Regions from separate parts of the Mus musculus genome. Here regions 1 and 3 are each linked to region 2. The links are chromatin contacts, called in public HiChIP or PLAC-seq and promoter capture Hi-C maps. All regions are on one chromosome and are shown on one strand. The core of a region is the stretch at or near the end of the contact, and the rest is flanking DNA. Distances in the headings are between cores, read along the strand shown.

Region 1 (3,827 bases), core at 1,322-3,821, 350 kb after region 2:
ATGGTGTGTGTGTATATGTCTATGTGTACATCTATCATACACATGTATGATGTTCCCATGTCATAGCACATGTCTGGAGGTCAGAGGACAGCTTTCAAGAGTCAGTTCTCACTTTCCTTCATGTGGTGTTTAGGGACAGAACCCAGGCTGTAGGGGTATGTGGCAAGTGCCTATATCTGCTGAGGCAGCCTGTGGGAGCTCACCCTTGCTTGCCCTTGCTTTAGAACATAAGGAGACAGAAAGTTAGATGTTGTTTCAGTATCTGCTGCATGTATAAGCACCTGTGACCAACGTGAACAAAGTGAGGGTGAGCTTTAAGAAGAAGATATATTTCATATATCTGTAAATCAGATTATTGCACACTGAGAGAAATCAAAGTATGATGTGCTATGGGTGCTTTGTGATTCCCTAACGATATGAGATGACAGTGTGTCTGAAAAGAAATGCAATAATGTATTTGTGTGTTACTTTTATTTCAAAGTCAGTTTCTTTTTTCTTCTTTCCTCTCTCTCTCCCTGGAGCTTAGCACTGGCCTCAAACTCACTTATGCAGCTTCAATTTCTAATGCTTTTGTTTCCATCTCTCAAACGCTGATATTACATGCATATGCCACTGCGCCCAGTTTTGTTCAGTGTTGCAGAACAAACCAAGACCTTCCTTCATGCTAAGGTCTCTCTACCCACCAAGGTACACACCCGCTAGAGTCAGTTTCTGATTAAAGCATTTCTCTGCCAGAGACCAAACATGTCTTACTGATGCCCTTGCTCCTGATGGAATGAGATGTGACGGGTCACCCACTTCTCTTTCCAGTCTTCCAGGGTTAGTACTTGGTTCTTTTGTACCTCAGCATCAGGGTGCTCTTTCATATCAAGGGACATGGTACCATCCACGGGTTGTAGACAATTTTTGTCTCTGAGGTTGGTGTCTCCAGTGCCTAAGTGGAAAGACATCTACAATGATGTCATTCAGGAACATTGTGATTCTATTAATGAACGCTACAAAACCCTCTACCTAGGGCAATAGCTTTAAAAACACATATCAGCATTAAAGACAGGAGAGTCGTCACATGCCCCCAGTACTTGGGAGATAGAGGCAAGAGGGTTATTGCAAATTCCAGGCCGACATGATCTATATAGTAGATTCCAGGCCATCCAGGGCTACGTAGCAGGACTCTCTCAAAAACAAATAAGATATGAATGGCAGCATGCCTTCAATCCCAGCAGTAGTTAAGAGTACTTGTTGTTCTTGAAAAGAACCCAGTGCAATTCCCAGAAACCACAAGGTGTCTCGTGGCTGTCTGTAACCCCGTTGCAGTGGATCCAATACAGGCAAGACATTCGTTCATATAAGGAAAAAAAAAAAAAAACTAAAAAAAAATTCCACAGTTCCAACCTGCCCTTTAAATCATTGGTGATCATATGTCTTGAATCTGTGAACCAGCAAACATGTCACAAAGGCAGTAATGTAAGGAAATGTCCTGTTGTTGCATGATTTAGCTTCTGTGCTTAGGATTAAAGAAGGACCATCCCCATCAACTCTGGGAACGGAAATGCACTTCACAGCCAAGTATTTGCTAACAAAAGGCTTTTCCCTGATGCTCATGTCAGGGGGCAGAGTCCAGCATTCTGAGAGGTCGGAGGGAAGTATGGGATTATTGTGGATACAGAAAAGCAAGAGAATCGCTCTCCTCCCATCTCCACTCTCTATCAGAAGCTGTGATGCCCAAAGGTGCCCTACAGAAACAAGGGCTCTCCTGAACACAGAAGAAAGATCTTTAGCCCACCCAGCTCTACCTCACCGAAGCTGGGGCTGTTAAACACAACCACTTAGCTGTTGTAACAGCGCCTCAGAGTGGTGCTCACTGATCATTTTTTGAGAAAAAAAAAAATTCTAAAAACAATAAAGGTGCAAAGTACAAGGTTGAGAAAAGACAGATCCGCAATAACTCCCACTAACAAACGTTTACGTCCAATATGCCTACCTAAAAAACATCTTTTTCTGCCTAGGATTTTTTTTTTTCATTTTTAACAGAGGGTCTATCTAGAACTCACTATATAGTACAGGCTGACCTCTAGCTCGCCCTGATCCTCCTGCCTCAGCTTCCTCGTACACAACAATGCTTGGGTTCTGCTTTAGTTTTATTTTTGAATTTCATTAAACTGAAAAGCTAACTTCACTGAAGTCCACAAATCTCCAGGATGGCTCAGTATTTTACACGTGGACATTGTTATCTGAAACACACCACTAAGCAAGGGGCTACTTAATACATCGGACTCAAAGCATTTCTAGTCTGATCATTTATTCCCAGTTTTTGCTGCGGTTATCGGAACCCCTTTTCGGGACTCAAGTAGCTGGGTCATCCATGCTTTTCGGGAGCCCCATTCTGAAAAAACGCTGTAACAGGCTCACACAGTCTTAGCAGATGACCGCCTTTACTACCGGTTGAGAACTTACTTACCTTGGCTGCAGCTAGCTGCTTACCTCTCAGACACTAGCCCGCCTTTGTAAGCCGGGAGCTGTGCAAGGACTCACAGGCCCCGCCCCAGGGGCGAAGGCCCCGCCCAATGTGGTCTGATCCCACCCCGGAAAAGATTATCCAGGCTCCGGTCCTATAGGCCCTGCCCGGGGCGTGAGAACTCTGCCCAGGACACGCAGGCTCCGCCCAGCGTGCAGACCACGCCCAGGGCGCGCAGGCCCCTCCCAGGACCCTGTGACCCCACCCAGGCCGCCCAGGCCCCACCTTCAAACCTAAGCCCCGCCCCGAAGCAAGGTCTCCGCCCAGAACGCGTAGGGCCCCGCCCTTAGCAGCTGCCGAGATTGCGCAGTGGCGGAAATCATCGGGGCGGGGCGAGCGCCGGGACCCTCCTGCTCCCTGGGCCTGTGCGCTCCTCCCACTCCGGGTCACGGCGTGATAGGGGCGGAAGCGGCGGCGGCCGAGCTGCTGCAGCTGGCAGTGCGGATCAGGCCGTCCGGTGCAGCCCGGTGCAGCCCAGGGCAGCATTCGCCCCCTGGCCAGCGCTCTGAGGTAGGGACTCGAGCCTCACGCGGGCGCGCTTGGGGGTGGCGGCGGGCTTCGGGTGACAGCTCCGCACAAAGCGGCCGGCTGTGTGTTGAGCCTGGTCTGGAGGCGCGCGCGTTCCCCGGGGCTCCCCGGCGTCCCGCGTTTGGAAGGGGTGGCGTGGGGGACCCTGTGCAAGCCGGGGCTTCCCGCGCTGGGCTGCGGGGTTGCGGCGCCGCGGGCTTTCCCACTCGTCGCTCTCTTGGAACCCTGCAGGGAGCTGCTTGCGCCTCGGCCGGGCGGAGGTGAGTTGGGCGGCGGCTGCACCTGGCACTCTGGCGCCGGCACCAGCTGCGGACCGGGTGGACAGGACCCCAGTCTGGATTTCCACTCTGGGCTATGGGAACCCCGCAGCCTGGAGGAGGGGTCTTACTCTGGGATTCCACCCAGCGCTGTAGGGAACCCATCTACATGGAGGCAGGACCCCTTTCTCTGCTCCCACCCGGAGCTGTAGGAGCCCCTTAACGTAGAGGAGTTACCCCACTGTAGGAATCTCTTAGCCCAAAGGAGGGAACCCCACTCTGGGCTCCCACTCGGGGCCGTGGAAACCACCCCCCGCCAGTCGCGAAGAGAGACCCTAGGCTGCGGTCCCACTTGCGGACCAGGGAACCCCGTAGCCAAAAGGAGGGACCCTATACTGTGCTCCCACCAGGGACGTGGAAACCCCGCAGCCAGGAGGGGGGACACCAGACTGCCTTCCCCACTCAGGGTGGTCGGGAATCCCCAAAGCTTGGTAGGAGGGGCCCAGGCTTCCCTTCCCGCTCTGTGG
Region 2 (4,121 bases), core at 784-3,283:
CCCTGTAAATAACCACCATCATTTCTACATAGACAAAAGGAGACACAGTATGAAAGCCTGAGAAAGGCTGAACCACTGCAAGCTTTCAGCACTTCATTTGTTAATATTAATTATCACAAAAATAATTCTAACACTACACAGAAAAAGAAGACATAGAATTAGTTCACAACCTAGTCTAAGAGAACAAGTAAGTCTTAAGTCTAATCAAGAGCTGTAAATCACAAGATAGTTTTTTTAAAAATTAAGACATAAGAAAATGTTCATCTGGAGCCATTTAAAAAAAACACCAGGATTCCTCTTAGCCGTTTCATAGTTAAATGTTCTACCAAAGTAATGAGTAAAACTATTTCATATAGACATAAAACGTACCTGGTTTCTCAGATGTACAGGAAACACATCTGTTGTCTTCTGCCTTATTACAAACACAGCAGACTGGACACTCCCAAGAGCCCACAGGCCTTTTGAATTTATCTCCAAATCCTAGTGTACCAGTTGTCACAGTGGTAGAAGAGGAAGCAGTCACAGGACTTTCTGAAGCCACTGTCAATGTAAGGGCTCGCTTCACACCAGTGCCAGGCTTAGGTGTCTCACAGGCTACACATTTTACTGCTTCGGGCTTATTTTGCACTAAACAGGTATCACAATCCCAAGTTCCTATTGCTGGTTTAAATTTATCTCCAAAGCCTGTCCCTGATGTAGAGGCTGGTTTGTCACTTTTGCTTGGTGTCCCAGTCCCAGTCTGTTTAGCAGTTTCTTTCAGGGGCAGTTTTGCTGCTTGGCAGGCTATACACTTATTGTCTGTGACTTTGTTCTGGAGGAGACATGTGTCACACTGCCATGATGATCCAGCTTTTAAACTTTCTCCATACTCAATTCCACTAGAAGAAAAAGTACTTATTGCTGGTCTTGTATAAACTATTGAGCTTGTGGTAGTGGGTTGAAGAGCAGGAGAATCAACCTTTGGTGATGCGAAACCTACAGTGAAGAAAGAAAAGAATGTTCCTTTAAAACAAAGAAGTGAAGCTAATCAAATCATTAACTACAACATTATGGGGTGGGGTGGGGGTTTACATTATTATCAAGGGTTAATACAATCTGAGAATGGTTAATGTTCTTTTAAAATTAACCTATACAATTAAAATTCTATAAATATAGAAACAGGTCATCTTCACATAACACATCCCTTTCTCTAATTTACTGTCAGACACCACTGCTAATCCACACTTTATTCTGCCTCCCTACACAATGAGCTTAATACTCATGTCTTCCTCCTCATCCATTCTCTCTTCCAGGTATTCCCACTGCTATGTCAAATGACTTTAATATCTATGATCATTAAGTACTGCCTAGTCAAAATCCACTGTTATCTTCTACATTAAGTCTGGCTGAAGGCCAGTGTAAAACAGGCATTAATTGTTTGATGTATATCTCCGCCATCTCTCCAGGATTGGATATTTACTAGCTAGCTGAGGTCAACCTTGAGTTCATCACCACTTGCCTCAATCTCTTAAGTGTATACCACCTAAGCCTAGATCAAGGATTAGCTTTAATTAGTAAGCTTTAAAACTGCATAGTTTGATAATAAATTCCCAACAAAAATGTGGCAAACCCTCTAGACATGCCTAAAAACTAAGTGATTAAGACCCTGTCTGTCAAAAAATAAAGACCCTGTCTGTCCTCACAAAGGAGGAATTTTAGTGACAAAAACCCAAGTCAAATACATCTGTCATCAATACCACACTTTGGAGTACTTCTCGAATTTTGTAAAAACTGAAGGTTTATTTTAACAAAAATATTCACATGGAACTATGGTGTGGAAGTAGGGAGTCTAATTAAACTCAATGTACTACTGACTCAATGCCTAGGAAACGTCTTTATTTGAAACAAGCTACATTCCATATAATATACACCAACACCATCAGGAATCTGGTTCTCCAGCCTTTAGTACCACAGAAAAGAAACTGGTATAGTCTTTCTGGTGTTGTCAATATATTTTCCAGCTAGGCATAGGAGGGCACTCCTTTAATCCTAACACTCAGGAGGCAAAACAGGCAGACCATTGTTTAAGAACTGCTTAATTAACATAACACTGAGCTTCCAGGCCAGCCAGGGTTACAGTTAGAACCTTTATTCAAAAAATAAGAAATAATAATAAATCAAAGAATTCAGTGAATTACTTTTAGCTTAAAGGGACAACAAGCCATGAGCTTTCATATGCTGCTCATGATTATTAGCAGTTCCCTATCAGTCAGGCTGGCATAATCCCAAAAGCAATGTTCCCTGGGAGCCACTGAAGGGTTCTTTTCCTTCCATTGTCAGATTTTCCAAATTCCATGCAAATGAAGTCTATTTTTTTTTCTGTTTAAAGTTAACAAGATTGCTGGGAGGTGGTACTTGGGAGGCAGAGGCGGGATTCTACAGAGTGAATCCCAGGACAGTCAAAGTTAAAAGAGAAACCCTGTCTCCAAATAAATGAATGGCCCCACCTGCTAATTGGTAATTCTAGTCCATGTACTTTGGAGTTTAGTTACAGCTCCTGTGTAAGCAGCATGTACTTACTATCTCTAAAGGGAAGAAACTAAGACCAAACCACCTAACCCTTTGGACCTTGTTAAAGAAGCCAATAAGGTTATATTTTAAACCTTAACCCAGTGTATACTGAACACATCTGCTGAGTAAATCTGCTATGAGGTCTATTAGGTTAGCTTATAAACAACTTGATATTCAGAACTATTCATTATAATTCAAACTATTCATTATAATTCAAACTATGAACATTCTCTTCTGATTCAAATTGAAAATGTATCCCTACTTAATTTCTAGTCATCCTCTTCAAGTTTGTTACATGTTACTCTAACCGGATTATTACAGATTTTTTAAGAGATGTGTCAAAGTATACTACACCTGAGTACATAAAAAACTTTGATCATGCTGAGTGGTGGTGACACACACCTTTAATGCTCAGGGGGCAGAGGCAGGATGAGTTCAAAGTCAGCCTGTTTAGATAGCAAACTCCAGGAAGACTAAGGCTACACAGAACACCTGACCACCACCACCCTAATTTAAATAAATAAATAAATAAATAAATAAATAAATAAATAAATAAATAAGACAAATACTGCACTACTATCCTTCAAATATGCTACACTTAAGCTAACTTAGCCTAGTGGTACATATTAAAACTGGAGGAAAATGTGAGATGGTGGTAGTTCAATGATCCTATCAGTGAAAGGCATGACAATAAAAGACAGTAAAAGTGAATCATGTTCTATATTCACCTCTTGAGATAGATTTGTCAATTAATGCAATCCTTGAATGACAAAGAAATGAAGATTTCTAAGATAGCTCTCATAAAAGAATTTATATCACATTATATCTACATTCAAGAGTCACTTTCCCGTTTGTATTTATTTGCATATTTAAATGTATATTGTAGCAACATTTATGACTACATGAGTTTACAATAGAAGCTTTCACTATCACAAGGGCAGCTGTTCACTTACCAGGTGTTTTCAGAATGTCTAGAACACTTCCTTCTCTCAGGATCTTTGCAGGTGTAAAGGGGTCCTCACAAGGAGCACTTCGCTTCTTATAGCTTGAACTATTCACTGCAGTGATATCTTGGGCTGTAATTTTTAAATTATAAAAGAGATAACTTTTTGATCAGTTTCTAAAACTCTAAAATAATGGACAAGTAACAAAGCGCAGTTAATCTGCCACTGCAAAAGATAAAAACACTCTTACATTGTGCATTCCTTCTCCAACCCCCACAGAAAATAGGGAACTGAGTCAACAACTGTCAGCCAATGAGTGTGGCTTCCTGTTCACCTTTCTCTCTCAGTGAATGCCAGGTTTGCATTGAGAGGCATTCCAGGAATCTCAGTACTTGCTGGGCAGGTTCTTATGAGGAAAGGGGAAGTTGAATTGTTGGTTTACCAAGAACTATGTGACATCCTCAGGTAGAGGCTGTGGCGGGGTCTGGCTCATCAGTAAAGTCAGCAGAGAAGAGAAACCCTGCTGCAAAAGGACTCCATTTTACACTGAGTTCAGAGGAGCTATATGGACATAATAGACTGTGACCTTAAATAGCAGGGTTTCCCCAACAAATGAGTTCTCTAGAA
Region 3 (3,748 bases), core at 38-2,537, 380 kb after region 2:
CGCAGTGCCCATAGGTCGTTTTAGCCATCTAAGTGCTTGTATTATAGGCCTGTGCTGCCACACCCTGCCGAGTCTTTAAAGAGTTCAGTTTGACCTTTAGGACCACCTGGAACCCCTTGTAGTAAAGCCCTTTCTGCTTTAAAGGTTCGCATGTGGTTCTGTAGCTATAACCCCAGTAACTTGTGACTTGCTTAATCGGTTTTGGAGCATATCGTTGCCTCCTAGTTTTAAGTATTACTCTGAGCCTGAGATTAGTGAAGGCAGGTATTTCCTTTCTGCTATAGGCCGTTGACAGGGATGGTCTTGAAAAGGACAGAACAAGCTGTGAGAATGTCGGGCTCTCCTCCCTCCCTGTCTGTCTTCAGTTTTGGCAGACAAGATCTCACTGTATATCTGATTGACCTAGAACTTGTAATGTAGTCCAGGCTGGCAGGATCATCTTGTCTCCATCTCTGGAGTGCCGGGATCACAGATGTTCACCATCCTGCTTGGCTGGGCATTTCCATACATAGCACTGCTTTTTAGAGCTAAAGTCTGCTACCCTCCTGACACAGCACTCTTATTAGCCACCAGGAAGGGTCTGTATGTGCATTCCTGTGTAGATCCAACATCCACGTACCCAGACACTCTTGTGCAGTGAACATCCTGAGTGGTCCCTCAGAGATTGCAGACCATGAAGTGGAGTGCTGACGGTTTTACGACTGCAAGCAGAGAAGAAATAGATAGTCAGGGCTGGTATGAGCCCCTGGGAAGTGTGGGTAATTCCTGCTGCTGTGTGTGTTACCTGTTCATTGTTTCCCACAGGTGTTAGTCACTGTGCCATTGGCCATACTACAGAGAGGTGCCATCCAGTTTAATCCACCATTGTCAGAAAAGAAGATGAAAGCCATCAACAGCTTGGGTGCAGGCATCATTGAAAAGGTGACCTAAGTTTCCCCTTAGCCTCAGAGTTCAGAGATCAGTGCTGGCTGATAGTTTTGTTTGGATAAGGACCTGTTGTACAATTAGGCAAACAAAGGGGAGCAAGAATAAAACAGAGTGTAAAACAGAGTGTACTCTATACATGTATGAGCTGTCAGATATCCAATTCAGTCCATTAAAAAAATGGGGAAAAAAGATATTAAGAAAAAGTTCAGCCCTAGTTTTTAAAAATTCTGATGTAATTTGGATAAAAAAAAAGCCAACTAGATTCCGTTTTGACTTCTAGGAGCCTCCTAGTCAGCTCTCTCTAACCCTCAGAGAGGGCCTCATGGACCCTAGACTGCTTTCAGACTATGTAGCCTAGGGGTAGACTTGAAGTCCTTGTTTTCCTGCCTCCACCTATCTAGTGCTGAGATGATCAGCACGGTAGTGCCCAGCAGGGGCATGAGTCTGCTTAGCTGAGTCTGGCTTTGCTAAGGTGGCCCTTAGTTTGTTCTGCTTCCATGGCTGTCCTCCCTCCCAGGGAGCCCAGTGGTTTGTTCTTCTAGCCTTTGTGGTCTCCTTTAGCAATGCCATAGGTATTGGAAAGCCTCTTTAGTGGCATGGAACTTGTGGGTAAGTAAGAAGCTCCAAGAACTGCTGAGGTGGGAAGCACGGGCAGTTCTGAAGCAGGCGGGATTGTTTGAGTAGACACACAGGGTAGGTTGCATTTAGAGATGGCCTGTGACTGACAGAGTGTGCTTAGCCATTTCTCTGCTCACTTTCCAGATTGCCTTGCAGTTTCCATATAGATTTTGGGACAGTAAAGTTCAAGGAGCTGACTTTTTTGGCCATGTTCCTCCCAGTGCCAGCCAACGAGGCCTCTTCGCTGTATTCTATGACATGGACTCTCAGGTAAAATTCTGTGGTGTGGTTTGAGGGTTAGGGGTGGGTGTTATGTGCCATGCTCAGGAGGGAATGAAGATTGTGTCAATTCATGGTATGTAGGGACAGTGCCTTGACTGGGGCATTTCCTACGGAGGAGTCCTAGTTCTTGCCTGGCTTTCTCAGAAGTACCAGTTCTGTCCTGGGGTATGACTCAGTGCTCCAGAAACCTTAGTTCAGGTTGAAAGTGAATTGCTCAGGTACGGTCAGCAAGAGTGGACCAGACTTCTTAACTATTGTCTCTACTGAGCTAGAAGGCTGGATACAGGAGGTTCAGGTGCGGACTGATGGGAGGTAGCTGTGTGAGAGAGGTGGAGGAGCCCCAGGAGTACAAAGCCATGAGAAGCTGCCCTGCAGCTGTGCCGCCAACAGAGGAACTTGGCCGCTATTTCCTGCTCTTCCTCACGTTGGGGAAATGACTTAAGGGGGGTCTCACATGGAAGCGATGGGAAGGTTTAATTATCCCTGCAGATTTTTCTCCATCTTTCTGTTGCTTCTTACCCAATTTCATAAATAGCCAAGGGAGGGAACCTTGAATCTGACATGTTATTTCATGAGTGTTTTCTTCTTTCCAGAAGGGGGCGGTAGAGTGTGTGGGAGGGTAAGTAGTGTGCATGCGGAGAACTGATGGGGACAGAAGTGAAGAGAAAGAACAGTGGAATGGAGTGAAATGAGCTTAGGAGAATGAGGCCCTTGTCTGTGGAACTGGGCATTTAGAGCAAGTGTCCTGTGCTTTTCCCTGTGTGCTTGCAAAAGCAGCAGAGTGTGCTGATGTCGGTGATCACAGGGGAGGCAGTGGCGTCCCTCAGGACCATGGATGACAAGCAGGTGCTGCAGCAGTGCATGGGCATCCTTCGGGAGCTGTTCAAGGAGCAGGTGAGACTGGAAGCCATCTGCATTGGGGAACACAGAGGGGTCAAGGCAGGAGGCCACATCGTTCCTCCTTAAAGTTTCCCTTTCTCCACCTTAGTATCAGGCCACAGCCAAATGCCACCGCACAGGTGCTGAGACTTAGTTCTGCCAACTCAAGGTGTCTAGAGTTGGTCTCTGTTGGAGTCCTGTTGTAGATAATCGATATCCTTGAATGCTTTTCCTTCTGTATTCTAAAGACATGCATGGTCACACTGAATTAGGCCTTCTCTACCATCCCCACTGTAATTCAGTTACCCATTAAAGACTCACGTCTCCAAGGCCCATTCTGATGGGTTAGTACTTGAACTTGGGTCTTTGAGGGGCTACAACTGTCATCACTTCTCCTCTTCCTCCTTCCTCCCTCCTCCTCACACTTGTTTTCCTTTCTTAAGACTGTAAAAGGCCCTTTAAATACACTGGGCAGCCGCTAACATTTCTTTTAAAGAGAAATGCTTTCTAAAGTTTTCTAGTGCACCACATATACAAGGGGCTCCTACAAGGGGCTCAAAAAGTACCTTAGTTTTCATTCTTTGGAGATCTGGAAGTAGCTTTGACATGTCTTTTTCTAAGAGTAGAAATAGAAGCAGAATAACTCGAAAGCTAAATCTATTTCAAGGAAGACTCAGCTACTAGACAACTCTTTGTAAAAGAGGATCTAACTAGGTAGTCTCCTCAGCTTGGGTTTTACCCGGACTTTTAGTTGTTTGGAACTATTGTTTATAGGGAAGTATCTCTCATGTTAAAACTTACCAGAGGCCTGCAGACAAAATTAAGTTTGTGGAAGACTTCTGAAAATTCCAAAGGGCAATGCTGTGATATACCACCCTCCCTTCTGCACGGGGCCAGATTCTGCTCAACCTCTGTTCACGTGAGCCAGGCCGTGGGTACCATCCGCCATGGTAGTGATTTATTGTAAAACGCAGAAGGGAAGGGATCAAGTGTGGCTGGAGAGGGGAGAGAGTTCATGGGTAAGAGGGACGCGCTGCTGCTC

What was found. HiChIP or PLAC-seq counts read pairs in DNA pulled down with a chosen protein or histone mark. Capture Hi-C pulls out chosen DNA fragments and counts their contacts.
Region 1: an H3K4me3 HiChIP or PLAC-seq map of embryonic stem cells shows a contact between it and region 2, with 10 read pairs. The contact joins the promoter of Tpmt here to the enhancer-like site in region 2. A contact is called at or near these places in 3 of 39 promoter capture datasets (embryonic stem cells and hippocampal neurons), 9 of 115 datasets of contacts at active chromatin or transcription factors (embryonic forebrain, embryonic stem cells, forebrain and 1 more) and 3 of 9 other capture datasets (adipose tissue, liver and pancreatic islet).
Region 3: a contact with region 2 is called in a promoter capture Hi-C map of liver, with 2.8 times the contacts expected there. The contact joins two enhancer-like sites. A contact is called at or near these places in 18 of 484 Hi-C or Micro-C datasets (LSK cells, cranial neural crest, embryonic fibroblasts and 10 more), 4 of 115 datasets of contacts at active chromatin or transcription factors (all in embryonic stem cells) and 4 of 9 other capture datasets (adipose tissue, embryonic stem cells, liver and 1 more).

What each region holds. Positions count from the first base shown.
Region 1 is chr13:47,040,646-47,044,472 of GRCm38.p6, forward strand. It overlaps Tpmt (thiopurine methyltransferase), which reads right to left and starts at 2,572. Exons shown (of 9, transcript NM_016785.2): 1 at 2,459-2,572; 2 at 754-934. The coding sequence starts at 878. Kdm1b (lysine (K)-specific demethylase 1B) reads left to right here and starts at 2,854. Exons shown (of 21, transcript NM_172262.3): 1 at 2,854-3,025.
Region 2 is chr13:46,693,143-46,697,263 of GRCm38.p6, forward strand. Nup153 (nucleoporin 153) reads right to left here. Exons shown (of 22, transcript NM_175749.2): 15 at 3,504-3,626; 16 at 370-975. Among named protein-coding and RNA genes, the nearest start is that of Fam8a1, 26 kb to the left of the region's middle. Within about 2 kb of position 2,034, at least 23 of the 459 cell types and tissues checked have an H3K27ac peak or open chromatin away from gene starts, as enhancers often do. A contact at or near this core is called in embryonic stem cells and liver, where this site is marked.
Region 3 is chr13:47,076,579-47,080,326 of GRCm38.p6, forward strand. It overlaps Kdm1b (lysine (K)-specific demethylase 1B), which reads left to right. Exons shown (of 21, transcript NM_172262.3): 17 at 805-921; 18 at 1,690-1,815; 19 at 2,605-2,721. Among named protein-coding and RNA genes, the nearest start is that of Dek, 28 kb to the right of the region's middle. Within about 2 kb of position 1,288, at least 3 of the 459 cell types and tissues checked have an H3K27ac peak or open chromatin away from gene starts, as enhancers often do. A contact at or near this core is called in liver, where this site is marked.